Regions from separate parts of the Pan troglodytes genome. Here region 2 is linked to region 1. Evidence: chromatin contacts called from public Hi-C data. All regions are on one chromosome and are shown on one strand. Each heading gives the region's core, a stretch centred on a gene start, on an enhancer-like site or on the middle of the called end of the contact. The rest is flanking DNA. Distances are from core to core; before and after follow the strand shown. Region 1 holds the start of AHRR (aryl hydrocarbon receptor repressor). Region 2 overlaps EXOC3 (exocyst complex component 3).

What was found. Hi-C and Micro-C count contacts between places; a contact is called where the count stands out from the background.
Region 2: a Hi-C map of stem cell-derived neural progenitor cells shows a contact between it and region 1, with 4 times the contacts expected there. The contact joins the enhancer-like site here to the promoter of AHRR in region 1. A contact is called at or near these places in 1 of 7 Hi-C or Micro-C datasets (stem cell-derived neural progenitor cells), 1 of 1 datasets of contacts at active chromatin or transcription factors (stem cell-derived excitatory neurons) and 1 of 1 other capture datasets (stem cell-derived neural stem cells).

What each region holds. Positions count from the first base shown.
Region 1 is chr4:1,040,636-1,047,495 of NHGRI_mPanTro3-v2.0_pri, forward strand. It overlaps AHRR (aryl hydrocarbon receptor repressor), which reads left to right and starts at 4,396. Exons shown (of 12, transcript XM_063811030.1): 1 at 4,396-6,296; 2 at 6,606-6,779. The coding sequence starts at 6,682. It overlaps PDCD6 (programmed cell death 6), which reads left to right. Exons shown (of 6, transcript XM_527191.9): 6 at 1-186.
Region 2 is chr4:1,183,516-1,190,270 of NHGRI_mPanTro3-v2.0_pri, forward strand. EXOC3 (exocyst complex component 3) reads left to right here. Exons shown (of 14, transcript XR_008547843.2): 8 at 2,142-2,252; 9 at 2,339-2,489; 10 at 4,437-4,559; 11 at 5,261-5,422; 12 at 5,868-5,995. Among named protein-coding and RNA genes, the nearest start is that of EXOC3, 20 kb to the left of the region's middle. Within about 2 kb of position 2,571, at least 5 of the 24 cell types and tissues checked have an H3K27ac peak or open chromatin away from gene starts, as enhancers often do. A contact at or near this core is called in stem cell-derived neural progenitor cells and stem cell-derived neural stem cells, where this site is marked.

The DNA of each region.
Region 1 (6,860 bases), core at 3,146-5,645:
ATCTATCATGTGCTTTTCTAGATGTCTCTGGTTCTATAGTGCAAATGCTTTTATTAGCCAATAGGAATTTTAAAATAACATGGAACTTACACAAAAGGCTTTTCATGTGCCTTACTTTTTTAAAAAGGAGTTTATTGTATTCATTGGAATATGTGACGTAAGCAATAAAGGGAATGTTAGACGTGTGGTCTGCCTTCAGCTTTTCAAATCAAATAGGTCCAAGAACCAGGCCCCATGCCCTGGTCCTCCAGACAGTCAGTGTCAGATGTTCTGGCTTGCCTGGGACCTCCCAGGGTACTGGGCACCTTCTGGAACATTGTCCAGCCCAGCGTGCACAGCTCTGCTTGTGAAAATCCAGAGGGACTGTCTCACTCTCTGTTCAGGAGGTTAAATTTCATAAGACTGCTCCTTTTGGATGAAGAAATCCAATTTGGTATAGCAGGTTGTGCATTTCCATCATTAATGATTTAGCCATGCTGTGCCCTGCAGTCTCTGCACGTGGCCTGCAGCGTGTGTCCACCCAGCGCATCCTGCTCACCTCGGTCCACTGCCAGCGCTGCCCGGTCCGCCTCCCTGCCTCACTGTGCAGCGCCGGCCCTCCTGGGTTGACACTCCCGAGCCCCAGCCTCATTCTCCAGACGCTTCCCTTCCACAGTGATGCGTCTGGTTTTGGGGCCGCAGCCTCGGGTCTCAGAAAGCCTGCTCCTTCCACACAGTTGTGCATGACTTTTCTCTGTTCGTTTTGGTCTCTTGGGATCTTCTACCTGTTCAAACCCCTGCTCGGTGTGTTGAGGGGTGAGGGGCAGGGAGCATGGTTTCCTGGAAAAAGCCCCCAGTCTCTTAAGCTGGGCAGGTGTGCTGTGGGGGGTGGGGACTGGGGCTGCTTCTGTGCTCCAGATGAGACCTCCCCCACTGCCCACCTGCACTTGGCCTGGGGCCCTCTGGATACGAATCCCTCTGGAGCAGGCACTCCAGGCTCCCTGGGGATGGGAGGGGGAGGGATGTGGGCGTGGGGGTCTGGCTGCTCCCTCATGACCTCAGTCATGGGGATCCCGGGCAGTCTCTGAGGATCCCCAGCAATCCATGCCGGGTGCCTCCCTAGACCTTGACACCCCCATGACTCTGCAGCAGATGACCCCAAGTTCCACTCCATGAGGTCAACTTCCTTGTCCAGGCCGCAAGCTCCCAATTCCATGAGGCCTTCCTCACCCAGGCCTCCATGGCCAGGCGCCCAGCGACTTCTCCCTCGCCTCATGGGCACCTGGACTCAGTGTCCAGTAGCTGCACCCACCCCACCCTGGGAGCTGCCCTCACTCCTCCTTCAGCCTTAGGCCTGTGAGGTCTCTGTGCTTGGGGTGAGGGCAGCTGCTGCGGCCACCCTGCAGCCCTCCCAGCCACGTCTCCAGGCCCTTGCCCGTGCTGTCCTCTGTGCAGTGGGCAACCCCCACCCCACACCTGCAGCTTCTCTGGCCTCTGGATTTCTACCTGGGTCAGGGAAGCCTGCTACTCTGGAGGAGCTGTCAGCCCTGGTGAGACACCTGCCCCCAGGCACATGTCTCCATGGATGATACCGGCCAACAGTTGATACCGAGGCCGATGTGCTCATCCTGTGGATCAGCTGCCGGGGAAGGAATGTTGTGTGTGGCGGTTAGCTCCATACTCCTAGAAAGCAGGCGAAGGCCAGGTGAGACAGAGACTTTCACAGAGAAAAGGTCAGATTGTGGATGATTTTCCTTCCTTCCTTTTCACAGCAATGAGAGGTTCCTCTGATGGAGATAAAGTGTGTTTCTCAGCATCTCACTTGTGTGTGGGACAGATGCACAGGTCTGTGGTCTGCTCAGGTGTGGCAGGTTCACAGGTGTGAGGTACACTCAGGTGTGTGGTGCAGGTACCCTCAGGTACTCTGCACGTGGCTGCCATGGGGGCTCCTGTTTGCAGGCAGCTCGGGGAGGCTGCAGACTCGGGGAGGCTGCCTTGGAGACTCGGGGAGGCTGCCTTGGAGACTCGGGGAGGCTGCCTTGGAGAGGGGCCTCCATGAAGACGCACAAGAACAAAAGCCGCTGAAAATTCCGGAGCAGAAGTTCTTCAGCAGAGGGTGAGGAGGGCGGTGGGACGGCTGCACCGCACGCTTGGAGGACCAGCAGGGGTGGAGTGCTGGACAAACGCATGTCAGGCTGGCCTGCTGGCAAAGGAACCCCTGGATGCAGAGAGCCTGTTGGGCTGGTGGGCTGTGGCTGCTGGGAGGGACATTTCCCCGGGGAGCTCCCAGCCACCAGGAGTCAAGGGAGGGAGGCGGTGAGGAGCCTCTCGAAGCTGGAGGTGTGGAGGGGGGACTCCCCTGCTCTCCTGGCCGGAGTCACTGATACAAAACTGGGGGTCTCTGGAGGGCAGTGAGCTCACGAGTTGTGGCGGATTCCCTGTGGAGGGGGTGCCAACCCGCAGGGAAGCAGGGCTGCCGTGCCCCCTGCCCAGCCACACTGCCAGCACAGACCCCATCCTCAGGCGCCTGCAGGGAGGCCACCCACGCCTTCCTGGGTGAGGGAAGCCCCTGAGCCAAACCTCACTGCACTCTGAGGCCCCAAGGGCCAGGCAGCTGCACACAGCCTGGGCCACGTGGGGGCAGTGCGGCTGCACCATGGAGCTCTCGGGAGCTGCTGACTGACCGGGAGGACCTGCCCGACACAGCCATGGGATTCATAGCCGCAGAGAGAAGACCACAGAGAGACGGGCCTTCGCCCTTTCAGCTCTCCCTTGTCAGGCAGGCTGTGCCCTGTGACCCTTCAGAGCCTGGGTTTGGGGGTGGAGGGGGTGGACAGCTGACCAGGTGCCTGGCGCAGGCCCAGCATGGTGAGGCTGGGTCGCGGAGGCCAGGCCAGGCCAGCGGCCACGACCACCCACCAGGGACCCTCAGCGTCACTTGACCCCTGGTCCCAAGACCCAAGACAGCAGGACATGGGGGCACAGCCATCTCTGGGGGCCCCTCCCTCCCCCGCTCTGGGTCCTCAGTCATCAGTGCAGACATGGAGGTGCAGGTGCACGCCGTCCACCCTCACCTGGGGCCCCTGGCCCATGCCTCCCCACCCTCCCTACCCTGATCTCCCCCCACAACCCTACACCTCCCCTGACAACCCTGCACCTCCCCCCACAGCCACCCTACACCTCCCCGCCACAACCCTGCACCTCCCCCAACAACCCTTCAACTCCCCTCTCACCTTGCACCTGCCCCTCACCCTGCACCTCCCCCCATCCTGTACCTCCCCCCTTCACCCTCCACCTACTCCCAACCCTGCATCTCCCCCCAACCCAGCACCTCCCCACATCCTTCACCTCCCTCCTCACCTGGCACCTCCCCCCATCCTTTACCTCCCCCCTCACCCTGCACCTCTCTTGCCCTGCACCTCCTCCCTCCCTCTCCCCCTCACCCTGCACCTCCCCCCTCCACTCCCCCTCACCTCCCCCCCACCTTCCACCTCCCCCCTCCACCTCCCCCCTCACCTCCCCCCTACACCTCCCCCCTCATCCTCCACCTCCCGCCCTCACCCTCCACCTCCCTCCCGCACCCTGCACCTCCCACCCTTACCCTGCACCTCCCCCCATCTTTTACCTCCCCCCTCACCCTGCACCTCCTCCCTCCCCTCCCCCTCATCCTGCACCTCCCCCCCTCCACTCCCCCTCACCTCCCACCTCCCCCCTCCACCTTCCCCCTCACCTCCCCCCCAGCCTCCACCTCCCCCCTCCACCTCCCCCCTCACCCTCCACCTCCTGCCCTCACCCTTCACCTCCCTTCCGCACCCTGCACCTCCCACCCTTACCCTGCACCTCCCCCCATCTTTTACCTCCCCCCACCCTGCATCTCCCCCCAACCCTGCACCTCCCCCATCCTTCACCTCCCCTCTCACCCTCCACCTCCCACACTCACCCTCCACCTCCCCCACTCACCCTCCACCTCCCCCCACCCTGCACCTCCCCCTCCCCCTGCACCTCCCGCCCTCACCCTGCACCTCCCCCCACCCTCCATCTCCCCCCAACCCTGCACCTCCCCCAATCCTTCACCTCCCCCCTCCCTTCATCTCCCCCCTCACCCTCCACCTCCCCCCCACACCCTGCACCTCCCACCCTTACCCTGCACCTCCCCCCATCTTTTACCTCCCCCCACCCTGCATCTCCCCCCAACCCTGCACCTCCCCCCATCCTTTACCTCCCCCCACCCTCCATCTCCCCCCAACCCTGCACCTCCCCCAATCCTTCACCTCCCCCCTCACCCTCCACCTCCCCCCCTCACCCTGCGGCAAGCAGAGAGCTGACTCCAGCACAGTGAACTTGGAATGATGGAATGCACCCTGGAAGCAGGAGCTCTGATGGGCGCCACCGTGACTGTGCCCAGCAGGGAGCTCCCTTGTGGTTTTTAACAAAAGACAAAATTCCCCAGGTCCTTCTCTGTCCTACAGGAGAAACTGGTGTGGGAGAGGGAACCCAGGCGTGACCAGGGAGAAACTGGTGTGGGAGAGGTAACCCAGGTGTGACCAGGGCTGCCCAAGCGGCTCCCTGTGAGGCATCAACGCTGGAGACTCAGCAGTCATGGGGAACCCGGGAAACCCAGCCACCATCAGAGAGCCAGAGAGCCGCAGGCGCCTGTGCGGGGTCCTGGCCTGGCCCCGAGGGGTCAGCACACCCCTGTCTGCCTCTGAGGTCAGGGCCCTGGGGGCTCCTGACCTGGCCTGCCTGTGGGAGGCAAAGGTGTGGCCAGGAGAGGACAGGAGGGGGCAGTCACGGTCACCACTCCTGGAGGCCCATGAAGAGCAGCTTTGCCCCCACACTTCTGTGAAGCCAACTTGGGCCTGTTTGGGAGGGGCCTGGCGCTGCAGCCGGCCGTGGGCACCTGCCATGTGGCCGTCCACTGGAGGCCAAGTCCAGCTCATATGGCTCTGGGGACCCACCGCACCAGACTCCAGTGTGGGGGTACCCGGAGCTGGGGGTGGGTCCTCGGAGGCTTCCAGTCCTGCCCCAGCTGCCATCCCTGCCAGGTGTTAGTGCCTCTGGTTCAGAGTCCCGAGAGGACCAGTGGCCCAGGAGAAAGGGGTGTGTCTCCAGCTGCTGGGAGTGTGGATGGGAGCCAGAGGGTTCAATGACAGTGGGGACAGCAAGTCCGGACTGGAGGGAGGAGACCTCCTGAACAGGGTCCCCAGCAGAGGCAGAAAGGAGACTCTGTGACTGGGGGTGTCAGCTGCATCTGGACCTTCGTGGTGGGGAGGGAGGCACGCCCAATAGCTCGCCTGAACGGGAGGTGGCTCAGGGATCCCCCATTGTGCTGGTGGGGTGCCCAGAGACTCCAGGACTCCACGTGGGGCTCTGCCTGCTAAACCCTGAGACTTTAGGGGCAATGGCTCCCACGGCAGGGTCATCCTTTTTCTGCACAGTCCCACTGGCTGCCCCAGGTCCTGCAGAGACCTGAGACTTTGGGGACAAGCACAGGGGACAGGTGGGCGTGGATGGCCTGTGCTGGTCAAGGGCAGTGGGAAGGAAGGAGGAGCAGTTTCCTTCTGTACCCAGGAAATAGAGTAACAAAGTATCTCATTCCAGTTGGTTCTGGTGGGACAGGGTAGGTGGAAGGGAACCTGTGCTTGCCCTGAGACATGGGGGTGCTGTCTTCCCATGCAGGGGGACTGCGGCTCACCACCATCACATTCTACCCACAGGTTCTTATTTTAACAGATCACAAAGGTACTATGTGCTTCTTACAAAAATTTACAGGAATTGCAGACTTTTCAAAAAGTAAAAAGAAATTAAAGTTCACCTGTTACCTCAGAGTTATCCAGCTACACATTTTCTGTGCATAATTCACTTTACAAAAATTGGATCAAGATACAACTAATGATTTTTAAAAGTACAGCAATATAGTTGCACATTGTTCCATATCAAAAAATAAATGTGTGCACCCAGGGCTCCTGGCTGTCTCAGTGGCATAGTGGCTCATGCCTGTAATCCCAACACTTTTGGCAAGCCGAGGTGGGTGGATCACCTGAGGTCAGGAGTTCGAGACCAGCCTGGCCAAGATGGCAAAACCACTATCTACTTAAAAAAAAAAAAAAATTAGCCAGGTGTGGTGGCGCGCGACTGTAATCCCAGCTACTTGGGAGGCTGAGGCACGAGAATCACTTGAGCCCTAGAGGCAGAGGCTGCAGTGAACTGAGATCGCACCACTGCTCTCAGGCCTGGGTGACAGAGCAAGACTCTGTCCCAAAAAAGCCCATTTACTCACGCATTTTTGAGCCTCTGCTATTCGACAGGAACCAGAGGTGAGCAGAGCAGACTTGGTGACCCCTGGGGACAGAGCGGCAGAACTCAGCAATTCCGGGCTGCCCTGCAGGAGCTACACCCGGGGAGGGGCGGTGGCCACTTGGGGGCAGGGTGGGCTTCTCAGCTGCGCCCACCCCACCTTGGGAGCTGTGTCTGGAAAAGAGACTTTTCCTGAGCCGACAGCAGACAGCGAGTGCAATGGCCCCAAGGCCCGCACGCCTTATTCAGAGAACAGCAGGAGGCGCGGGGCGGGTTGGGGGCGTCAGGGAGACGGGGTTTGACTGAGAACCTGGGGGCGCCAGTGACAGCCTCGGCCGCGTTGCTGAAAACCGACCTTGCGGGATGAAGAGGGCGCGGTTCCCCCGGCTGGGATGAGGACGGCGGATGCTGAGGAGCGGACTCCGGGGACCACCGACTCCATGGCCGGCCCCAGCGAGGGCGAGAACGGGTGGAAGCCGGCCAGGGTCTGTGGAGACGTCAGGGTGCGAGGCCAGGCTGAGGGTGTCCCCAGGGATCCCCTGAGGGTACACGGAATTCAGCCAGGGCCTGCGCGCCCGGACGGA
Region 2 (6,755 bases), core at 1,321-3,820, 140 kb after region 1:
CTGTTCTGAACTTCCTGGGGGTGGGGGTGGCGACTCCTGCCGCAGTGCCTACTTCGTAGTGAGGAGGGCGTCCTCGGCCAAGCCGGCCCTCCTCAGAAGGGTTCCAGGCAGCCATGACCTGGCACGCCACCCTCCCCATGAGTTGTTGATAATTTTCAAACCTATACAGATGTGGAAAAGAGTTTAAAAAACTGTGTTCACCCATCGTGCAGTCCAGAAGCCATCCCCTCCAAAGCCCCCTTGCCTAATCTGTTCTCCCCTGCCCATTCCGCTCTCTCTGCTGAAGTACCTTCAGGCAAACCCCGGGCGCTGTGGCATGGTATTTGCGACCCTCTCTGAAGCCACTGCAGTGCCATCAAGTCAGAGAGACAAGCACGGTGACTCCGTGGGGTCATCCGATGCCAAGTCTGCGTTTGGGTTGTATCTCAAGTGTGTCTTTTGATAGTTGTGAATCAGATTGGACTGCATCGCATGAGGGCTTAGGGTTCCTAGGCCTCTGGTAAGCAGAACAGCCCCTTCCCTCCTTCAGCTGCTGGCTTGTAGATCTCTGTAGAGAGATGTCCCTCAGCCTCCTCCTCAGTCTACCGTCAGCTCCCGAGCCAGATGCTGGCTCTGCAGGCTTGGATCCCACTTATTGGCGAGTGTGCCTTCCACGATGTGGCACATCAGGAGACATGGCGTCCATAGGTCCTGTCCTGGTGGCTTAGGTACTACAGCCACGCCGCCCACTCAGAGTTCCCATTTGCCATCCATCGATAGGGGTCATGCCCAAGTCCCCACTGGCCGCCCATCCACAGGGGTCACAGCTGAGTCCCCACTGGCCCTCTTCCATAGAGGTCTTAGCCGAGTCCCCACTGGCCAAGTCTTAGCCAAGTTCCCATTGGCCTTCTATCCACAGAGGCATGGCCAAGTCCCTATTGGCCATCTGTCCATGGGGATCTTGGCCTGAGTTTGTTTCTTTGGAGGTCATTGTCATTTATGAGGTTAGATTCTTCTATAAAGAGACCGTTCCTTGATCACCCTCAGCTTTTTGATGACCTGAACCACACTTTGGACAGAAATGCTAACTTCTTTCCCTTTAATTGCCAGCTTTCAGTATGCTCCTTTCTTAACATCTCTTAAAAATAGAAACGGTATTTGTTGTATGATTCTTCCACTCCCATAGGTGCTTGAGCATCCCCACAGTAAGTTTAAAAATAGAGCGTGTCACTACCTCTGTTTGTTTTCTTGACATTTCAAGTGTCTGTTTTTAATTGGATGAGTTCAGGGACAGTTTCTGAAAGGGACATTTTACCTGACATTTGATGATGTTCCTAACACTATGAGTTTCTAGGTGAAGTGTATAGTAAATAAAATAAGATAATGCTTTCCCAATTCCTCACAATCAACTATGTAGTATATTTTTACAATCAGAATGCTGAACCATATTTTTTTTCCTTTTTTCAGTTATTATTTTTTACCAACTCCTCAAAATTTTTATATTTTTTAATTGTTTTTAAGAAACAAGGTCGGCCAGGCACGGTGGCTTACGCCTGTAATCCCAGCACTTTGGGAGGCTGAGGCGGGTGGATCATGAGGTCAGGAGTTCGAGACCAGCCTGGCCAATATGGTGAAACCCTGTCTCTACTAAAAATACAAAAATTAGCTGGGCATGGTGGGGCACACCTGTAGTCCCACCTGCTCGGGAGGCTGAGGCAGGAGAATCACTTGAACCCAGGAGGTGGAGGTTGCAGTGAGCCGAGGTCTCACCATTGCACTCCAGCCTGGGTGACAGAGCAAGACTCTATCTCAAAAAAAAAAAAAAAAAGAGAGAAGGTCTGATTAGGTTACCCCGACGGGTAGCTCACTGCAGCACAGCCAGCAGCCTTTAACTCCTGGGCTCAGGTGGTCTCCCTGCCTCAGCCTCTTAATGAGCCATATTTGAAAGCCTGAGGTGAAGTTATTTTTTGATCCATTTAAAGTAATCAACCTCTCTGTCCTTCCATTAGTCTGGATCGTCTAAAGATTGTTTTATTTTTAGAGGCTCATCCGGTCAGATGTTAGTGATGTGAAATTTCAGGCCAGGCGTGACGTCAGCGTGGCATTTGAAACAGCTCCACGTTGCCCTTAGTGCTGTCTGACCGAAGCCTGTCTGTCCTCAGATATAAAGATGAAGCGCAGCTGTATAAAGAAGAGCACCTGAGGAATCGGCAGCACCCTCACTGCTACGTTCAGTACATGATCGCCATCATCAACAACTGCCAGACCTTCAAGTGAGTGCGGCCGGGCGCCGTGGCGGGGGAGCGGTGGAGGCCGGCCTGCCCAGCCGCTGTGTTGAACCTGAGCCCTTTCCTTGCAGGGAATCCATAGTCAGTTTAAAAAGAAAGTATTTAAAGAATGAAGCGGAAGAGGGCGTGTCTCCGAGCCAGCCCAGCATGGACGGGATTTTAGACGCCATCGCGAAGGAGGGCTGCGGCGGTTTGCTGGAGGAGGTCTTCCTGGACCTGGAGGTGGGCCTGGCTCTTTCCTCCTGCCGTTTTCTGCGCCGAAGCACAGTGCTTCCTGTGCTTCCTCACTGCCCCCTGGGGGACAGGCTGCGAACTGTACCGTGCGGACGCCGTCTGGGGAGCCGGGCTGTGCACTTGCATTCCGGTCAGATCGCTGAAAGCGCCTCCGTTTTCGGTGACGCTGCTTCGTATGACGCAGGGTCCTTCTTACGCACAATTCAGTAGATTCACCCAGTAAGTATTAAAGACATCAGACAATTTAGTGGATTACAAAATAGAAACCGATATGTAGGGACCTGTCAAAAAGTCAAATTGAGAGTGCACACACACACACATCCTCACATAGATCAGTTTCGCTTTTGAATATAGGTACACACACAAAAATCATTAATAAAATGAATTTAATATTGTATCAAAGGCATAACCTACCATGAAATGTAGGGGTTATTTCAGAAACATAAAGATGGCTTAACATTATTTAGAGGTATTGGCAGAAATCAGGATATATTTAAAAAATAAGACCTTGTAGGCCAGGTGTGGTGGCTTACGCCTTTAATCCCAGCACTTTGGGAGGCCAAGGTAGGCGGATCACCTGAGGTTGGGAGTTCGAGACCAGCCTGACCAACATGGAGAAACCCCATCTCTACTCAAAATACAAAATTACCTGGATGTGGTGGCGCATACCTGTAATCCCAGCTGCTTGGGAGGCTGAGGCAGGAGAATTGCTTGAACCCGGGAGGTGGAGGTTGCAGTGAGCAGAGATCGCGCCATTGCACTCCAGCCTGGGCAACAAGAGCAAACTCCATTTCAAAACAACAACAACAACAAAATAATAAGACCATGGCCATCTGGTGGTCCTGCTGGAAAGGGGTTCCTGGGATGAGGGGTGGGATTGGTTGCTGATTCATCAGTGTCTGGTTGTGCAAGAGAACAGAAATGTGTGTGGAAGTGTCCCCAAAGAGGCAGACACTTGTAACTTTCGCAAATATGGCTTAGAAAGCAAGAAGAAAATATTTACATTTGAAATTATTTCAAAATTTAAAAAGAATATATAGAAAAATGGGCAAAAGACATGAACGGCCACCTCACATTAAAAGCAACACCAGTGTCCTCATCGTGAAACTAGACGCCCAATCTTATCCTCGAAGCAATGAATGCTCAACAGGACCTGCTGCTCAGCAGGATGGCAGGAGCCGGAGACGTGGATGCTGTTCAGGCTTGTTGAGGGCGTGGGAAAAAGGGGCTGTTTGTATTCTGTGTGGGCCTGAACTGGGTTGGGTTTTGGAGGGCAGCTTGGAAATACAGCCATTGTAGTTTTAATTTGTAACTTTTACTGGAGTTTTAATTTGTACACTTCTATTGGAGTTTTAATTTGTATACTTTTATTGGAGTTTTAATTTGTATAGTTTTATTGGTTTTAATGTGTATACTTTTTGACTGAAAAATTCAACTTTAAGGAATTTCATCAGTAGAATTATACAGATTCACTGTTGCATTATTGCAAAATGTGAAAAAAATTTAAATGTCCATCAATAGAGAATTGGGCAAATAAATACGATAAATATATGTAGCCACTAAAGGTAAAATGTATACATGCACAGATATTTCCATCTTTAACATGTCATTTTGGGAAGCTCATCACAGAAATTGTAGTATAAATCTCCTATACTTAAAGTACACATTTGCAGATTATATAATCGAATTTTTACCTGAGTGCGCATTGCTGTTGTAATTAGAAAAGCAGTGTGACGTAGCAAAGATGCACGGAAGTGCCTCCCTCCCACACGCACTCAGTGCTCGTGGGACGTTGAGGTGAGAAAGTGCTTCCCTCCCACACTGCACGCAGCTCTCGTGGGGCGTTGAGGTGAGGAAGTGCCTTCCTCCCACACTGCACGCAGCTCTCGTGGGACGTTGAGGTGATGATTTCTGTGATCTGTTTCTGCTTTTCAGCAACATCTGAATGAATTGATGACGAAGAAGTGGCTATTAGGGTCAAACGCTGTAGACATTATCTGTGTCACCGTGGAAGACTATTTCAACGATTTTGCCAAAATTAAAAAGCCGTATAAGAAGGTAAGAAGGTGGGACCTAGTTCCCTCATCACCTTGACGCTAGGGCTCACCTCTCACCCTGCTCAGAATTCAGCATCCAGCGAGTCCCTCCGTGAGTGAACGTTCACTTGTTGTCCTATCAGCCCAAGGGAGGCAATAGGCTCTGCGGACGCCACCTCCCTGGGACGGGGCTCTGGTGAGAATGGCCGGGGCCCTGTGGCATGGCCCTCGAGGTGGAGGGAGCCATGGTTCCCGGAGAGGCCCGCGTGCCCCGTCTTAGCTCCTTGCCCTTCCACTCACTCCCTGAGCCCGCAGGGATTTCTTTCCGCTTCAGACCCTCCTTCCTGCAGGACCCAGGTTCCTCTTTCCTCCAAAGTGCCTGCCACGTTTTCCAGATGCTGCAGTCGTTAATCAAAGGACAGCAGCAGCCACTGACACCGGGCCTGTCTGTGGACCGAGTGCTCATGCGCGGCACTGCCTCACCCGCGTCTGTCCTGCTGGGGGCCGGAGCTGGCCTGGTGCGGGGGTCCAGGTCACCGTCACTGTTCCCCCACTGAGCCCCCGCTCCTCCTCTGCGGTGAGATGCCGGAGCTGTGGCGGAGCGAGGAGGAGTGGGCTCAGAGCCTCCGGGGAGCCACTGGGAGCCCCAGCCTGGGTTTAAATGAGGGTGCTCCTGGCCGCCAGAGCCGTGGAGCCTGCCGCTGACCGCGCGTGTCTCCCCAGAGGATGACGGCCGAGGCGCACCGGCGCGTGGTGGTGGAGTACCTGCGGGCGGTCATGCAGAAGCGCATTTCCTTCCGGAGCCCGGAGGAGCGCAAGGAGGGTGCCGAGAAGATGGTTCGGGAGGCAGAGCAGCTGCGCTTCCTGTTCCGGAAGCTGGCGTCCGTGAGTGTCGCGCAGGTCCGGGCTGGAGAAGGCCTGTCGCTCCACGGCCCTGTTCAGCCTCCACCCCGGGACTCGGGCCAGTAGATGGGAGTGTGTCGTGTGTTTGTCAGGCGGGGGGAGCCCGGGTCCAGGTCCTGCCTGACCTTGTGGTTGGACACGAATGACCACAGAGGCAGACGCGCCGGCCCCGCCGGCTTCCCGAGGCCGCCCACAGCTCCCTGACGGACGCTTCCCAGTCTGTCCTGTGCTGCGAGGTGCTGGCTGCCTCCCACGGTCTCGCCCTCACCCCAGACCCCTGGCCCTGTCACTGAGCTTTCAGAGTAGATCCTGAGGAGTCAGGTGAAGAGGGAGGTTCCCAGTCAGGAAGGGGCTCAGCCAGAATCCAGCTGCTCCCAGCGCCGCGGGACAGCCGAGGGCGGCTCCTCACATTCCTGCTGCCTTCCAGGGTTTCGGGGAAGGCGTGGACGGATACTGCGACACCATCGTGGCTGTGGCCGAAGTGATCAAGCTGACAGACCCTTCTCTGCTCTACCTGGAGGTCTCCACTCTGGTCAGCAAGTATCCAGACATCAGGTAAGGGATGCACGTCTTAGAATCCTGGAGTGGAGCGGCAGGTCCCTCCTTCTGTCTGGGGCGGGTGGGGCTCCTGGTTCGCAAGTTCAGCCCTGCAGCACGGCAAGGGTTCAGGTGCGGCACAGCGGGGCCCAGGCGCGGGGAGCAGAGCGGCTTCTGTGCTGCCTTCCGCCTGGCCTGGGCTACAGTGTGGGTGGGTGGAGCTCGAGGGGCACACCCCGGGTGGGGACAGTGGGGTGGGGGTGGGGGTGGGGTGAGGGCAGGGCTGTGACAGCTCTGCTGTGTGTGGTGGGGAAGATTTGGGCTGTGGAGTGGCCTGAATGGGGCGAGTTTAGGAAGTTTCCTCTGTGCTCATGGTGGACTCGGGAGGGCCCAAGTGCAGCTTGGACCAGACACCTTCCGAGGACGTGATTACAGGGAGTCCCCAGTACCAGGTCCAGGGAAGGGGACCCACGCACATCCCCCCTCCACCATGCTGGCTCCAGGCCCCAGGCCAGCCTTTGCGGCCCCTGTCTCAGGGCACCTGCCACTTCCCCAAGGGGCCACCTCCATGGCTGCAGCCGCGTCACCTCCGTCCCATCATCTCGCTGGTTAAACGTGGAAAAACGGGGTCTTGAGCTCTCCACGGTCTCCCCTCTGGTTGGGCCGGAACAAAGATTTATAAAAGCAGTGTTGAAAAATCTTTCTGCAATTGGATTGAGAAAAGACAGAGTAAGATGAAAATGCAGGCTTGTCTCCCGCTGAAAAGGGAAAGGTGCCA